2 separate regions of the Zea mays genome follow, and region 2 is linked to region 1. A link is a contact called in public Hi-C data. All regions are on one chromosome and are shown on one strand. The core of a region is the stretch at or near the end of the contact, and the rest is flanking DNA. Distances in the headings are between cores, read along the strand shown. Region 1 holds the start of LOC103646038 (scarecrow-like protein 8). Region 2 holds the start of LOC100284422 (RING zinc finger protein-like).

The links. Hi-C and Micro-C count contacts between places; a contact is called where the count stands out from the background.
Region 2: a Hi-C map of endosperm shows a contact between it and region 1, with 4 times the contacts expected there. The contact joins the promoter of LOC100284422 here to the promoter of LOC103646038 in region 1. A contact is called at or near these places in 13 of 25 Hi-C or Micro-C datasets (bundle sheath, ear, endosperm and 5 more) and 2 of 3 datasets of contacts at active chromatin or transcription factors (leaf and seedling).

The regions. Positions count from the first base shown.
Region 1 is chr2:15,970,935-15,975,892 of Zm-B73-REFERENCE-NAM-5.0, forward strand. It overlaps LOC103646038 (scarecrow-like protein 8), which reads left to right and starts at 2,806. Exons shown (of 1, transcript XM_008670776.4): 1 at 2,806-4,958. The coding sequence starts at 3,218.
Region 2 is chr2:16,114,637-16,119,594 of Zm-B73-REFERENCE-NAM-5.0, forward strand. It overlaps LOC100284422 (RING zinc finger protein-like), which reads left to right and starts at 2,941. Exons shown (of 1, transcript NM_001157317.2): 1 at 2,941-4,016. The coding sequence starts at 3,092. The coding sequence ends at 3,733.

The DNA of each region.
Region 1 (4,958 bases), core at 1,556-4,055:
CACGACGCGCGAGGATACCGAGGAGGGTTGACTGTTTTTTTGCCATCCTCGTTTTGATGAGCGACCAAATTGTACGTAACTAGACGATGTGCACGTAGCATTTTGCCGCCACGCAGCCCAGGTTATGACTTTGGAACATGAACCACACCTAGGGGTGAAAACGGGTAGGGTACCCGAAACGGGTACCGGATACGGATACTGATTCGGGACCATTTTTCGGATACGGATACGGGTATTTTTTAGATTCGGACGGATACGAGTAATACCCGGATAGTATGGCTTCGGATTCGGGTCGGATACGGAGCGAGTACTACCCGGTAAATACCCGGATATTCGGGTCGGATACGGGTACCCGGAATTCGGGTACCCGTTTTTTCTTTTTCTGCAAAATAATATAGTTATAAAATCATAACTTTTACATATGAAATCGGATGAAGATAAAGTTTATATGAAAATTGTAGAGCTCGAAGAGATCTATAACTTTGTAGTACATCATATTTTTGTTTAAACATATCTTTAGGCCAAAATTATTAAAATAATGTCTAAATTTATATCAAAATAATAGACTTTATCATTTTCATATGAGGACTTAAGATTATATCCATGTGGGAACTTAGGATTATCTTTTTATAAACTATTTATTAATATTGGTAACTTATTTGCAATTTTCGGTCGACGCTACAATATTTTTATGAATTTAATTGTATTTTGATGATTTTCTACAACAAGAAATTAATAATACACCAAATAGCCTAAAAAATTCATGAATTTTTACGGGGACACAACATATATCCACATATAGTTCTCAAAAACATTTGGACTATAAAATCCACAAGATGTTGGTGTTTCTTCTATTCTACTCCCACTTATTGCGTGAGTTACATGTGAAATCATTTTATGTATCGAAGTTTCAACATAATTAATATTTCACTTATCATTTTCATGTGGCGACTTGAGGTTTTATTTGAATAGAATGTTTATTTGTTTTGGTAAGCTTTTTGCAATTTTGGATCAAAACTAGTGTATTTATGAATTTTAATTATACTTTGATGATTTTATGTAGAAAGAAATTAATAGTGTATAAATAGCCTCAGAAATCTATGAAATTATACGAAGGTACAACATATGGCCACATATAGTCATAAAAAATAATGGGACCATAAAATCCACAGGATGTCAACGTTTCTTCTATTTTATTTCCACTTATTGCGTGAGTTACACGTGAAATCACTCTAAGTTTCCAAGTTTCAACATAATCAATACTTCACTTTACCATTTTTACGTGGGAACTTGAGATTATCTTCTATTAAATGCTTATTAGTATTAATTTACTTGCAATTTCGTGGTCGAACAAGAATATTTTTTGATAACCAATTAATGCATTATCCGACAAGTATCCGATATCCGATCAAATAATATCCGTATCCGTCACTTATCCGCCCGGATAAATATCCGGTCCCTGTATCCGTATCCGTCCCGTTTCTAACTATCCGTATCCGATCCCGAATCCGTTTTAAATACATTAGGGTAGGATACAGGATGAGCTAATATCCGTCCGTATCCGCCCGTTTTCACCCCTAACCACACCGGGACCTGCTCGCCGGTGCTACAGAACATTAGACGGAAATCGAAATACAGGTGTCGGTAGTGCTGGACCCGCAATCCGGACCCAGATGTCATGGGGCTTCCCACTGGAGGGTTACATCGTTGGTGTTTTTTTTTATTTGGAGCAATTTGGCCCGGAACATTCGGAATCGTTGGCTCACACGTATCGCACGGGTCCGTCGTCTGTTCGTGCAGGGATTTTCTCTGTCCACTCATCGTTGGTGGGTTAAGAGTGTGTACAAGTCTTACGGCGAGAGGCCGGGAAACAGGAAATTTCCAAGTCACCAGCGAGTATGAACCAAGAAAGCATGGAATTGTAGCCTGGTGTGCGTAGAATTTGATCACGGCGGTGTCTCCGTCCCACAAGCGTTGAGTGTACACAATGGCTTTCCCACTCTATCAGGATAGGTCACGGAGTAAGTATTGTTTTTTTAGTGTGATACTCCATACTGTATGCACGTATATGAATATGATATGAAGTGGTGTGGACACACTCGGGGCTAAGGAAAAAAAGAGAATCAGGGTTCTAGACACCAGAAAAGGTGGGTACGTGGTTGTTGGGTGGATATTCCGGTTTCCTAACTAATTCCCAACGCACCACCCCCCCAAGCAAGAAACCTTTTACTTACACATACGCATACGCACCGCTAAAACGTTTCTCGATCTGCCGAAACTACCCTCCCCAGCTTCCCCCATCCCTCCACGCACTGACAGATCACGTAATCCGTCAGGGGTATCTTGGTCGTTTAATGCTGGCCAGGACTACTAACCGTGTGGCCCGGTGTGTACCAAAGTTCCCAAAAAAAGCGACATTTGCGGAATCCAGCGCCTAGTTTTACGAAATCGCAGGTGGCCTAGCGTGTCGTGATCGGTTTCCGTGGATCGGCTCGAAATGCGTCGAAACTGAGGGGCGGTTCCCGCAAAACCGGTAGTGGCGGCGGCCACCGGCAGGCGTCGCGTCGGCGGGTGAAAGGCGCCAGGCCACGCCACCCGGGAGCCAGCCAGCCCCCAGGTCGTCCCGACGCCTCCTCGCAGCGGGAAGGAGCGCGACGGCGTCATCGCGGGCGAAGTTGCGTGACGTGACGCGATCACGCGACGGCGCCCGGTCTCGGTCTCAGCTGGTAACCCGCGCTGCCCGTTTCCATTCCTTCACACTGCCCGGCCTGCCCATCACGGATTCACCCTGCAGCCCCCGCCCTCGCATTAAAATCTACTATAGTACCAAAGCGAGCCGGGGCCCCGCCACAACGCCTCCCGATAAACACCACCATCGATTCCCCGCCACCGGCTGGCTGGCCCACGCCGTCAGCGGGAGTGCCGCCGAATCGGTGTCGGATCCCAAACGCCGGTCTCACTTTTATAAACGTAACCGCAGCAGCGGAGATGGGGGAGGGGTGGCGGTTTTATTATCGGAGAAGCAAATTGAATTGAATGGCACCGGCTCCCATTAGCTGGACCCGTAGCTGTTGTTGTAGCCATAGCATTTGGAGGTAGCCATAGCCCATAGCATTCCATTCCTCCCTCCCTCCCTCCCTCCTCGGTAGATTCGTCTCGTCACCTTCCTCCTCCTCCTCTCTTTCTGCTCTCCCTGCCCCGACCTGCCCCGCCCTGCATGGAGCCAGGCGCGCCGTGGCGCGATCCGCGCCAGGGTTACTCCTACGGGGTCGGATCGGCGATGCAGCTCCAGCTCCAGCTGCAGCAGCGGGCCGACGCGGCAGCCGGTGGAGGAGTGCTCAAGAGGAGCCTCGGCGAGCTGGAGAGGTGGCAGCACCACCAGCAGCAGCAGGTGGCCGCGCAACAGGCGCTGTACCTGCGCGCCGTGAGGCAGCGCACGGCTGCGGCGGTCGATATCGCCGCCTTGCTGGGAGGCACCCCGGCTCAGCCTCTGGTTCTACCCGGGTCCAGCTTTGGAGGGGGCCTAGCGTCGCCTTCGTCGACGCTCTCGTCGTCGCTCACCACCGCGTCCAGGGCGGCGGTGCCGCTGATGCAGCCGCAGCTGCAGCGGCAGGTGCCGCTCACGACGTCCTCACCGCAGACGCAGCCCTTCGGGCTGTCGACGGCGCCGCTGCCTCAGCCGTCGGTTTCGAGCGAGCTGTTCATTTTGCAGGAGCTCGAGAAGCAGCTGCTGGACGACGACGACGACGACGAGCCGGTTGCGGCGATGAGCGGCACCGGTTCCGCCGTCACCAACTCCGAGTGGGAGGAGACGATACAGCAGCTCAGCTCCATCGCGGCCGCGCCGTCGCCCGGGCTCCCTGCAGCGGCGACCCCAAACAACAACAATAATAACGTCGGGATGACGAGGTCACCGTCAAACTCCTCCACGGCGTCCTCGTCCGCGTCCTGCTCGCCGCCGACCCCCGGGGCCGCGTCGAGGCAGCTATTGTCTGAAGCCGCGGTCGCTATCGCGGATGGCCATCACGAAGCGGCGGCCGCCCATCTGGCCGCCCTGAAGCGCGCGGCTAACCAGCACGGCGATGCGGAACAGCGGCTGATTGCCATGATGGTGGCCGCCCTGTCCTCCCGCATTGCTCCGGCCGCCTCCGCCCCATCTCAACTCCTCGCCGACCTCTGCAGCGTCGAGCAGCGCGCCGGGTCCCAACTCCTACAGGACCTCTCCCCGTGCTTCCGCGTCGCCCTCCACGCCGCCAGCGCCGCCATCGTCGAAGCGGTGGGCGACCACCGCGCCATCCACCTCGTCGACTTCGACGTCAGCTTCCCGCAGCACGCGGCTCTCATCCAGTACCTCGCCGACCGACGCGTGCAGGGCAGGTCCCTGAAGGTCACCGCCGTCACCGACCCGAGCTCGCCGTTCACGCAGTCTCTAACCGCATCGCTACCAGCCATCGAGGAGCGGCTGAAGAAGCTCGCCGAGCGAGCTGGCGTGGAGTACCGCTTTACAGTGGTCAGCTGCAGAGCAGCAGAGCTGGATGCGTCCAGGCTGTGCTGCGAGCCGGGGGAGGCGGTCGCGGTCAACCTCGCCTTCGCACTCTCCCACGTGCCCGACGAGAGCGTCTCTCCGGCCAACCCCCGCGACGAGCTGCTCCGCCGCGTGCGCGCGCTGGGCCCGCAGGTGGTGACCCTCGTCGAGCAGGAACTGAACACCAATACGGCACCGCTGGCGGCGCGCTTCACTGACGCGTGCGCGCACTACGGCGCCATCCTGGAGTCGCTGGACGCGACGCTGGCGCGGGAGATTGCGGAGAAGGCCAGGGCCGAGGCGGCCCTGTCGAAGAAGGCGGCGAACGCGGTCGGCCGGGATGGCCCCGACCGGCTGGAGCGGTGCGAGGTCTTCGGCAAGTGGCGCGCCAGGTTCGGCATGGCGGGCTTCCGCCCGGTGTCGCTCGGCTCGA
Region 2 (4,958 bases), core at 1,691-4,190, 140 kb after region 1:
TGGATCGCTCGCCTCCTCTTCCTCTCCCTCCCTTTTGTCCTCTGTGCCAGCCCAGCCAGCCAGGGATGCCAAAGCGATGATGGTCAGGTCACCAGTTGGTATTAATCTGCTCGTTGAGTTGAGCCGCCGGCTTGCTTGCAGCTTGCGAGGCGTGCGTGACGTCAATCGGGCTGGCATCTTCCCTACACGTACGCTTCAAAGTCCAAGCCAGACTGGTTGACTCTGGAGATGACCGACCGATGGATGTCCCTTTCGGTTCCTGCATGGCACCAGAAAGGCAGAAATTGAAACCGCCTGCATTCTTGTACCTTTTTTTTTCCTTCATGCCAAACAGTTTAGTCTTGTCTTAGATCCAAACGTAAAATTTTTAGCAAAAAAAAGGCTAAATTTAAAAAAAAAATCGAGAGTTTGACCGTGACCTGGACGAGACGTCGCCCTCACAGAATTACTCTGGAACTAGACACGGTGTCGAACTGCATTAGGCCTTGTTCGTTTGTGCCGGATTGGTGGGTCGGAACGATTCCTAACCGGATTGCTTCTCTAATTTATATAAACTTTGATTAGCTGAAATAATTCCGGGTGCAATCAGACACAAACGAACAAGGCCTTAGTTATCTTGGTCACCTCAACGATCGAGACATCAAGTGTCAGCTCATACTGAAGTTGAAACGCCCTTGAGTTGAGCTGAGCTGAGCTGAGAGCCTGAGACCTTCTCGAAGACACGCACGCACACGGTTGCCGCCGATGCAAAATCTCTCGGAGAATCCAGCCGGTTACATCAGGCGCGCGAGTTTCCTTTTCCAGCTTTTAAAGCCAGCCGAGGTGGCGATAAGGATGGCCGGCCGGCCGGCCGGCCTGCCTTCCTGCCTGCCTTTTGAACCGGAGGGGGGGTTAGTGGGTGATCTCTAGTTCTCTACTAGTCTACACGCGTGCCTGTCCTCGGTAGGTATAAAAAGGAGTGGCTGTGGTTGCATCATCCTCTGCTGTTTTTTTCCTTCTTCTTGATAGCAAGACACTATGCTAATATGCAGCGAACAGGGTATCCCCCGCCATTGTTTATTGGCCGAAAAAAGGATCTGGTTCTGGTCTCCCTGATCGTTTGGAACGGGCCGCGGGCGGGAATGATCCACCTGCTGTTCTTGATCGTCTTTAGTCTTTAGACCATCACGCTACTGTTTGACCAGTACTGCGAGCGGCAGCTAACTATGCGGAACCGACGGGCGCTTTTTTGTGAATGAACAAAAAAAAATGCACCGACGGGCTGAGATCAAACAAATCATCGACCGACCTTCACATCACCTGGGCGCAGCACGGAAAAGACGATTAGCGCGTCCGCACTGCTGGTAGTTGGAGTTGGACCGCAGGGATAGGGGGCACTTTCTGTACTGGGCCCGTCCATAATCCATAAGCGCTTTGATTAGTTTTGCTATGCTTATGTAGCTTTGTAGGGCACGCTACCGTGTAAGTTTTGGCGGATCGTATTAGTGAAATACTATACGGACACCGTGATGCTACATACGTATCATTAATGTAATTTGCATGATGTCGGGTGTCTGTAGCGACGTCTGAAAACACTGACCCCGCCGAAGTTGCTGCAGTGGTAGTTTTTCCTCCCCTCATGTTCACTGATGCGTAGTAAATTTAACTAATCCACTGCTGCGAAGCCAAACAGATATATAGTGACGTGGTGACTCTGCCTTTTTCTACTCCTACTAACTTTGGCTTTCCAAGAGATGTCCGGGGTGACATGAGCCGCAACAAATTCCACACCAGCAACGTAAAGCAGAAACCAACGCGTGCCGTCCTCTTTTGACTTGGCGGGCCTATATAAACTAGAGACCCGCACGTACACAGAAAGATCGGGCATGATGCAAGCCCAAGCGCGCTGAGAGAAACGGGCGTCGTAAAATATCAGGCAAAAGCAACCTAAAAAAAAGAAGCGGTGCGTGAACCCACGGCGCCATGCGATGCATGATGAGCATTGAGCAGACGGCAGGGGCGGCCAGCATGCGAGCGAGACTTCCCCCCGGGGGGCCAGAACGAGACAAAGCACTCGACCGAGTCACCCGGCAACTTGCGTTTGCGTCCTTTCCCCCATCCCTTTCGTCTCGTGGTCGAGAAGCAAAAGGATCCAAGAACCTTCGTGCAACCATCCCTTTCTTTTATTTTTCTTTTTCACCGCGCGCTAGCCATCTCCCTGTCCTTGGTACAGGGACGGGAGCTTTTAATGTGCGTTGCGAGAGGTGCAACAAGAGATAGATGGTGGTTATTTTATCCACCTGCAGGCTGCAGCACGCTCGATCCTTTGCCGTCAGTTCTCGTCCTACGTGTCCAAAAGAAAGGAGAAAGAGATCTCCCCCGTCCACGGACACGGAGGAAGCCTTAAAACTTTTGAATAGCTGGAGCTCACTCCACGCACGCAAATGGACATGGCGTCCCTGACGCGTAGACTGCTGAGAAGTTTTGACCCCTTCCGGCCGGCCTGGTAGCAATGGCGGGCTGTTACTGGTAGTATCTACAGCCTGCAGGTAGTACGTGTGTGGACAGTGGGACCGTGGTCCGTGTGGGAGGTGGAGAGATGCACGCACCGCACGCACAGGTGCTTCGTCTGCCTTTAGCGAACCGTGCATTGCACCGATCCGGCAGCGGCAGGGCAGTAGTGTGCGGGTGGGTACGGCGGGGGCGAGCGGACCACCGAGTGGCCAATACGAAATTCCTATTCCCTCCCTGCCTGCGTTGAGGAGGGGAGCGATGGAATCCGGGTCCGGGGTGGGTCTGTCGCTCGGGCGCTGGGCTCACACGAGGGAGGCACGGCACGGCACGGGGGCAGTGGGGGGCACCGGCCAGCCCACCAGTACCGAATGCACGATATGCGGCCCCGCATCGCCCATCCCTCCTCCTCGCGCTTTATATAGCCACCACCGCGCCCGCTTCGCCTCTCCCGTCCACGCATCGCCACCGCGCCATATCGGCATATCCGCAAGAAGCACCCGGCACATCGCGTCGCCCCCACCTTCCCCCTCCCACCACCGCAAGCCCGGACACGCCCAGGGCGCAAATCCGGACAAGCGCTGCCCCGGTCGCGGCAGGCATGGGTTTCCCGGTGGGCTACTCGGAGCTGGTGCTCCCGAAGCAGCTGCTCCACCTCCTGCTGCTGCTGGGGTACATCCGCCGCTTCCTCCTCTGGGCGTTCGACGCCGTGGGGCTCGGCGACCTGCTGGATCTCGGGGACGACCACCAGGCGCTGCTGCAGGACCACCAGCAGCAGCAGCACGGCGCCGCCGCGCAGGGGCGGGACCTGCCGCAGCAGGCGGCGATGCTGCAGCACCGGCGCCCGGAGTTCCGGGCGGTGCCGGCGATGGTCATCGAGGAGGTCCTCCCCGTGGTGCGGTTCGACGAGCTGGAGCTGGAGCCGGAGCCCGGAGACTGCGCGGTGTGCCTGAGCGGCATCGGCGGCCGCGACGAGGTGCGGCGGCTCAGCAACTGCCGCCACGTCTTCCACCGGGCCTGCCTCGACCGCTGGATGGAGCACGACCAGCGCACGTGCCCGCTCTGCCGCGCGCCGCTCATCCCCGACGAGATGGCCGGCGCGCTCTGGGCCGCCGCCGCCGGCGTCCCCGACGCCTCCGACTTCGACTTCTCCTACCTCGGCGCGCCGCTGGCGCCCGTGCCCTCCCCGACGCTGCTGCGGCCGCACGAGCTGCTGCTCACCGGCCTGGGCGGCTACCAGTGAGAGCTCACCACCGCCCGCCACTTCCCCCGTGGGGAATGCGCGTCTGCCTGGATCCATCGACGCTTGCTTGCTTGCTTCCGTTCCGTGGGAGGGACGGGGACGGACAGCAGCCGAGGCAGAGAAGAAACCCAAGGCTCTCGAATTGTACATAGGCAAAATGAGTAAAGCGGCCACCCCCCCAAAAAAAGGCTAGGAGATTAGATCCCTCTTGTGCATAGGTAGATTCCGTCTTCCAAGTTTGTGGAGTTGTGAATCTTTGCGCGGATTAAATTTTTGTCGATGAGCTAGGCGTGTCGATGCATGATTTGGGCCCGCTTTTTGTCCTGCCAGTGCCACTGCCAGCCATGCTTTCTGGCTGCTCGCTCAGGTCAGTCAGGTCACCCAGGGCAGCTGCTCGGGTTCGGTACATCCGTGGACCGGTGGACGGCTCCGTTCCTCTGCACGGTTTCCGTCTCGCAAGGACACACCCAACCCAAGCACGCGAACTTTTTCCAACCTGTGCAGTGTGCCACAAAATATTTCTGCTGCTTCAACGGGAAAGCGCCAAGGCTCCAGATGTTCCGTGGATCCGGTGGTGCGGCCACCCATTGCTGTAACAGCTGTCCACACACAGGAGAATTTCGGGCCAACCTGGTGCTGTGTTGTCCAACACACAGGATTTGAATTGAATTGGCAACCAATCTCTCTCGCAACTCTAGAGTCTAGAGCATCAACCAACAGTGGCAAATGCTAATCAGACAGCCGGGGGTGCGACCAAATGCGCCGAGTCCCTCCGTTCCTTTCCACGGTCCAATCATCCGTGTCAACCATCACTGACGGTCTTCAGACTCCAGGAAGTTTCAGATCCAGAGATGAGACACCCGACGCCGAACCATGATATGTTGTTTGTGCGCGCTTGTGTTTTGGTAAAGGAAGCAAGAAGAACCATGATCTGAAACATAATCTGCAGCAGAAAAAGTAGGTCAGATTGTTCAGTCTCGCTCTGAAAGCCAGAGAGCGCTCTTGACAGGTGTAGTAGTCTTCTACCTGCAACGCATCTCCAGTTCCGCCACTCGGCCACCCCTGGTTCTCGCGCACCGAAAGAGAGGAGTATCAGCAAAAGGGTGTGTACGTTAAGCAACGGCGCCTTTTCTTGGTTAGGAGCGCTTTACATCTTGAGAGCTTTCCCTGTATACATGGAATCCTACTTTTAACTCACAGCTAGTTTTGCTTGCAAGTAAACCAA